2 separate regions of the Triticum aestivum genome follow, and region 1 is linked to region 2. Evidence: chromatin contacts called from public Hi-C data. All regions are on one chromosome and are shown on one strand. The core of a region is the stretch at or near the end of the contact, and the rest is flanking DNA. Distances in the headings are between cores, read along the strand shown. Region 1 has its middle 5.8 kb from the start of LOC123104068. Region 2 holds the start of LOC123107192.

The links. A called contact is a pair of places that touch in the nucleus more often than the background predicts.
Region 1: a contact with region 2 is called in a Hi-C map of leaf, with 4 times the contacts expected there. The contact joins the enhancer-like site here to the promoter of LOC123107192 in region 2. A contact is called at or near these places in 2 of 5 Hi-C or Micro-C datasets (leaf and root).

The regions. Positions count from the first base shown.
Region 1 is chr5A:467,838,993-467,842,047 of IWGSC CS RefSeq v2.1, reverse strand. No RefSeq gene overlaps it. Among protein-coding and RNA genes, the nearest start is that of LOC123104068, 5.8 kb to the left of the region's middle. Within about 2 kb of position 1,322, at least 8 of the 8 cell types and tissues checked have an H3K27ac peak or open chromatin away from gene starts, as enhancers often do. A contact at or near this core is called in leaf and root, where this site is marked.
Region 2 is chr5A:467,534,229-467,537,251 of IWGSC CS RefSeq v2.1, reverse strand. It overlaps LOC123107192, which reads left to right and starts at 1,318. Exons shown (of 2, transcript XM_044529194.1): 1 at 1,318-1,802; 2 at 1,897-2,213. The coding sequence starts at 1,341. The coding sequence ends at 1,950.

The DNA.
Region 1 (3,055 bases), core at 73-2,572, 300 kb before region 2:
CGTCCGCGGCACCATCATGCGCGCAACATCCCACCATGTGTGCACCGCCTTCTTCCCCACTTTTCGTTTCCCTTCCTAACCTTGTTTATTCAGACTTTTGATCACAAAAATAAACTTGATTAGACGACACCAACACACGCCTACGGTGGTCTCGTGCATGCATGTACAGGCAGCGATGTGAAAGCGGAGCTAAAGAACGAGGAAAAAACGCTGGAGGAAATGATGGCGTCGTAGCTAATGACGTCTAATCATGGAGGGTCACATGACCACTACGACGAACCTACTTGTCCGTCTACTGGAAAACAAAGGTTGGAGACGCGACGCCCATGCCGCACCGCCTCGGCCACAAAAGGCCGGCAAGCCGGGCGTAAACAAAGAGCACGCACCCCGTCGTCGTCGTCCTTTGGACGGAGAGAGAGGGAGAAGATAGTTAAGTATGCAGCGCATGTTGGCTAGCTAAGCATGCAGCGCACCTTCCCCCGCAAAGCGGCACGCGATTAACTTACTAAATTTCGTAGATTAGGATATAGCTAAAGAGGCTGTCGACACCTTGACAGAGTGGAAGATTCCGAGGGATAATTAAAGGGCCAAAGCTTAGGCGTTTTAAAATGGGGTTTACAGATGAGCAAAGCACGGCCGCTCTGTGCTTTGTGTGTGTGTGTGTGCTTCTTTACCGTGGCTCGCTCGGCTCAACTAGACGACATTCCCTGCGGCTGCAGGGCCTTCTGGTTGTTTAAGAAAATCGGCCTTGGGATCTGTAATTAAATGCGATCGCTCCGCTGATCCGGGCCTCATGCGTGCATGTGAGGGGTTGATTAGCGCGGGAGGGAGGGTTGATGATGGTGGTGGATCGTTGCTGCTGGTGCCGGGGGTCGACGCGTGGGTGGGGGAGTGCGGCGTGAGTGGGGAGGGGGATGGGATGGGCCGGCCAGCGCGCGGCGGGTCACGTGTGGTGTGGGCGCCCAGCGGCCGGTGGTCATGTGGCCAGCCAACGCACCGGCGCTGGTCCTGCCCCGGGTTCCCGGCCTGCACGAGACCCGGCCAGCAGGCGACCTGGCGCTGCCTCTGAGTAGGTGATATGGACTGGTCTCGCCTGTGAAGTCACGCATGGCACAGTGGCACGGTTGATACCGGCGCCGCTACGGCCGTGGTGGTAGACCACGGGCGGGCGCAGGGCAGGGCGGGTCCATGATCGACGAGGTGGCGTGCGCCGCGGCCGAACCGAAAGACAAGGACGCAGCGAGCCGGGCACGTGAGGGGTCGGTCGGTCGCGGCCCACGCGCACGCACAGCACAGGGGCACAGCGACGTGTGTGTGGCGGGACGCTGCGGTCACGTCTCGCGGCGGCCTTCGAGTCGTGGGGAGAGCAGTGCAGGGGGCCCCGTCGGAGGAGAGAACGCAGCGCGGTCACGTGGGCGTGCCGTCGACTGCGACCCGCCCAGGCGGCCGGGGCCCCCGGCCTTGCGCTCACGTGACCCCGACCGTGGCTCGTCCGGCGGCAGTCTGGTCTGGTTGGGGTCGCACCCGTTGCTCGCTTTCATTGCGTACCCTACGGCCTACGCGCCAACTGCGGGTTCAGAGTTTCAGACGTGACCGGACATTGTTGAATAAACCACACGCCCCTGTCACGTTTCAGTTTTTCTCAGCTAGCACGCTTTGTTTTACGTCGGAACAACTTCAATGCCCTGATCCAAACGAACACGTGCTTTGTCTTTTTTTCGTTTGAATCGGCGGTTCGCTCATTATCTGTCTATTTTTTGTTTGAGTCGACGGTGCGTCCAAAGCGCAGACCCATTTTAAGTTTGCACAGAATTTTAAAAAGGCCCGTGACCAAAAATAATGTCAGCGGTTATGCCATCACCCAAAATTCATGTCAGGACCATGCCAGCCTCCAAAAAACCACCGCACAGTTTATGCTAGCGCATTTGCCAACGACCGACACATATGCCAACACATAGAAAAAAGGGCTGACAGTTCAACCACGCCATCTTGGTTGTGGCCATGTCAGCGCTGACATAGAAAAAAGATGACGCTCTCCGTCATAGATCACTAGTCATCGAACGTAAGCATGTCGGTTTGCATCTTCTCGAACAAAGGCCTCTTCCTGGCGACACCATGCTCAAGTCCATCTTCATGATCTCCACCAACAGCATCATGCTACGAGCGCCATTTCTTTTGTTTTGGTCTTGGCATTGATGGCCTCAATTTCGAGCATCTTCGTTTGCTTCTCCACTACAGGACATCCCTCGATGCTTTCAAGGGTGACACAAAACTTGTTGCACTCTTGTCGTATCTGTTGGGGACGTTGCATGAAAAACAAAAAATTTCTACGCACATGCAAGATCTATCACCGATGCGTGTCGGTCCTAAACAAACGGTTTTTAACCTCTTTTCGCGACGGCATTTGGAACCGTCGCCAAGTGAGTGTGCGCGATAGGGGGTCCTTCCCACACGATACAGAAACCGTCGGGATAGAGCCCCTACAGTACACCTACTCGTTTCTGCTCGCATTGCCATCGCAGTCGGTATTCTGTGGTGCTACGTTTATGATGCGCGGCCCATCACAAAAGGTTCACTATTATAAAACATGTATGATGCGCGGCCCATCACAAACGGTTCACCGTTAAAAAGATTAGCTAATCGTCGTACAAGTGTCTGACAGGATTACAAAACGTCGGACCGTCGTAACATCGTCGTACACGACAACTATCGCACATGCTATCCTGTGGTGCAACGTTTACGATGCATACTTCATCAGAATCAGTTCATGGTTGCGAATCGTGTACGATAAGACAACTAACACAAACGTTTAGTTTGCCCGCTCCGTTTGTGATATTGTCTGACATCGCACACGGTTTGCAAACGGCAACTGTGTACATGCTTGCACACGTTCCCTCTTTATGAACCGTGTCGGATTATGGTGCATATCGCAAATGTTTGTGTTTTACCAACCGTGTGTGCTGTAACAACCTAGAGAGCGCAATTTCACCCTAATTTAATTGTTGCTTTTCCAAATTGTACCGGATTTGGATTTGAATTTGAATTTGAATTTGAA
Region 2 (3,023 bases), core at 69-2,568:
CGTGCTATAGGCGTGATAAGTTACGCAAAAACATCATGGTAATTTTTGACCTATGGAAAAAGCTACCGAAACACACCTAGGTTTTTAGGTGCAAGTACCATGATAATATATGAACCGTAGACCTGGTAACTCATGTACAATCCCTCATGGTAACTTTGACCGGGGGAGGTTGATGTACATATACCCTGATAACTTATGTGTAAGTACCATGGTATTTTACACATCGAATACCTTATAACTTGTGTACAAAACACAGTGGTAACTTTGAAAGGGTGTAGTTGTTGAAGCATAGTACCTGATACGTTCTATATAAATAGCACGGTAAATTATGCAACACAGGCCTGATAACTTGCATACAAATATCATGGTAACTTTCTCCTGAGAAGAAATCATGTGGTAGACGTGAAGAAGTGACAGTTTTCTCGGGGGTGAGCGTCCGAGATGTGCGGGAGAAGCAGATTTCTCAGGCGAGCTTGCGGGGTCATTTGGGAAGAGGCGAGGTCAAAGAACGAAGGGATCGTATAGTACTTTAAAATGAAAGAAATAGAGGTGTGGCAGTTTTGCTTATATGGCACACGTGTGCCAAATATCACAGTCATTTTCCTTTTACCCTTTTCTTTTTCCTGTTTGTCCTTTTTCCTTTTTAATTTTTTACTTTGTTTTGCTAACTTTTTTTTTCAAAAAAATCAATATTTTTTCCATCGAATTCATCTTTTTATCAATATTTAAAAAATGTTCATCAAATTCAAAGTGTGTTCATGAAACTAAAAAATCTTTTATGTAACTCTACATTTTATTCATCTTTGTCAAAAAATGTTCATCGATTTCTAAAAAATTTCATCAAATTCAAATTTTATTCGTCCATTTTTTTTAAAAGTTCATAGTGTTCAAAATTTGGTCAGCGTAACTTTTTAAAATGGTCATCAAATTCAAAATATGTTCATTCATCTTTCAAAAAGTTCATCCTTATTTTGTTGAATGGAGAATTTTTTTCATCAAGCTTAAAAAATGTTCATCAAATTCATGGCCCAAACGCCATCTTCCTGCCAAGAAGTCCCGGCCATGACGGCCGACAGTTCTTATACGCTAAAAAGAATGACAGCCGGCAGTGGGCCCGCCACGTGGAGCCACTCCCTCTCGCGGAGCAATACACGTATTTCAGCTGTCTTCAATGCAAACCGCATCACTGAAGTTCTACATGCCCGAACCTACACGCGTTGCACGCGAAGGATCGTTGCAGCAAAACTCCACGTAGCCAAGGTCGAAAGAGAAATCTTACTCGTCCACAGGCCTCGCGGCAGTCGCATCAACTGGCGCCATCTTTCAGAGCCTCAAGTCCCATGTCGCCCTCTTCCCCTACGCAACACGCTCCAGGAACCACAGCGTCGTCGTCGTCATCGTGCTTCGCTCTAGCATGGCACGTGTGGAGCCTATGCGCGCTCCACATCGCCCTCGTCCTCTCCTCCGTGGCCGCGGCCGCCCTCATCGTCGTGCTGCTCCCCTTCGCCTGCGCGGCCGCCTCCCTCTGCCTCGTCTGCGCGATCACGGCGCGGTTCCTCTCGTGCCCCGCCTCCTTTGCGCCACTGGATCGGACGGCGGCACAGAGCGCCGGCGCCGACGGTGACGCGTACTCATGGGAGGAGGAGGAGGAGCACGGCGGGGGAGCAGAGCTAGAAACACGCAGCCGGGAGTGCACCGCTGCTTACATCGATGGAGCCCATGAGTCCATCGATCCTTACGCTGATGAGCAAGATCGTCGGTTTTTGTTGGCGGAAACTGGGAACTACTACTACTGCAAAAAAGTGAGTGAGCATTTCTTCTCTATCCATGCGCTCTGTTTTCGGCTGTTGTTCGTGCTATCGGCTTAGTTAACTGGACTGGACCGTGTGCATGCAGTTCTACGATCTCCTGGCTTTCTGGAGACGCAAAGAGAGAGACTGGAGAGGGTGAACAGTACACACGATGGCACATACAGGTTCAGGCGCTCAGGGTAGTGTGATTACGATGTGCTTATCCGCAAAGACTGCACTGGGCTGCAAGGTTCGATTGTTCTGGGCCACACGAACCTGAGAAAAACGGGGTGTGTGGTTCTGCCCTGGTCCAGGCCCATTAGGGAACCGCTCTGATCTCTAGGTTTTTCTTGAAATCACTAATTAAGGAGTACTCATTGCAAAGAACACTCCACTTTCTCAAGTCGTGACAAGTGGCGTACATGCAGCACGTCACTTGTCGCAACCTAGGAGTTTTTCTTTTTTCGTAGATTTGTTTATTCAAAATGTTTTATCTCTTAAACCGTGCGTCCAAATCTCGAACCGTTTTCATCATTGAATTCCTCGCGTCGAGATCTTTAAAACTAGATCCCATGTTGATAGATTTTGACGAACTTTTTTCCACGAAAAAAAACCGGACAAAAAGACCGGGCGAAAAAACAGAACCGGGATCACGGTTTTTTCCTTTTTCGAAAGAGGCACGTCCATGCCTCTCGCGAAATCACAACTGTGTCTCTCGTGAAAGTAAAACCGTGACTCGTAAAAGGAAAAAAACAGAAAACATGTTTTTCTTTCGTTTCTGAGAGGCACGGCCGTGACTCTCGCGAAGGCACAACCGTGCCTCTCGCGAAAGCAAAACCGTGACTCTCGCGAAAAGAAAAAACAGAAAGCGCGTATTTTTTTCCCTTTCCTAGAGGCATGGCCGTGAATTTCACGAAAGCACAACTGTGCCTCTCGCGAAAGCAAAACCGTGACTCCCACAAAAGAAAAAAAAAGAAAACGCATTTTGTTTTTCCCTTTTCTAGAGACACGGTCGTGACTTTCGCGAAAGCACAACCGTGCCTCTCGCGGAAGCAAAACCATGACTTTCATGAAAGAAAAAAAAACAGAATACGCGTTTTGTTTTTTCCTTTTTCGAGTGGCACGGCCGTGACTCTCGCAAAAGCACAACCGTGCCTCTCGCGAAAGCAAAACCGTGACTCGCGGAAGAAAAAAAACAGAAAACGCGTTTTTCTTTTCGTTTCTGAAAGGCAC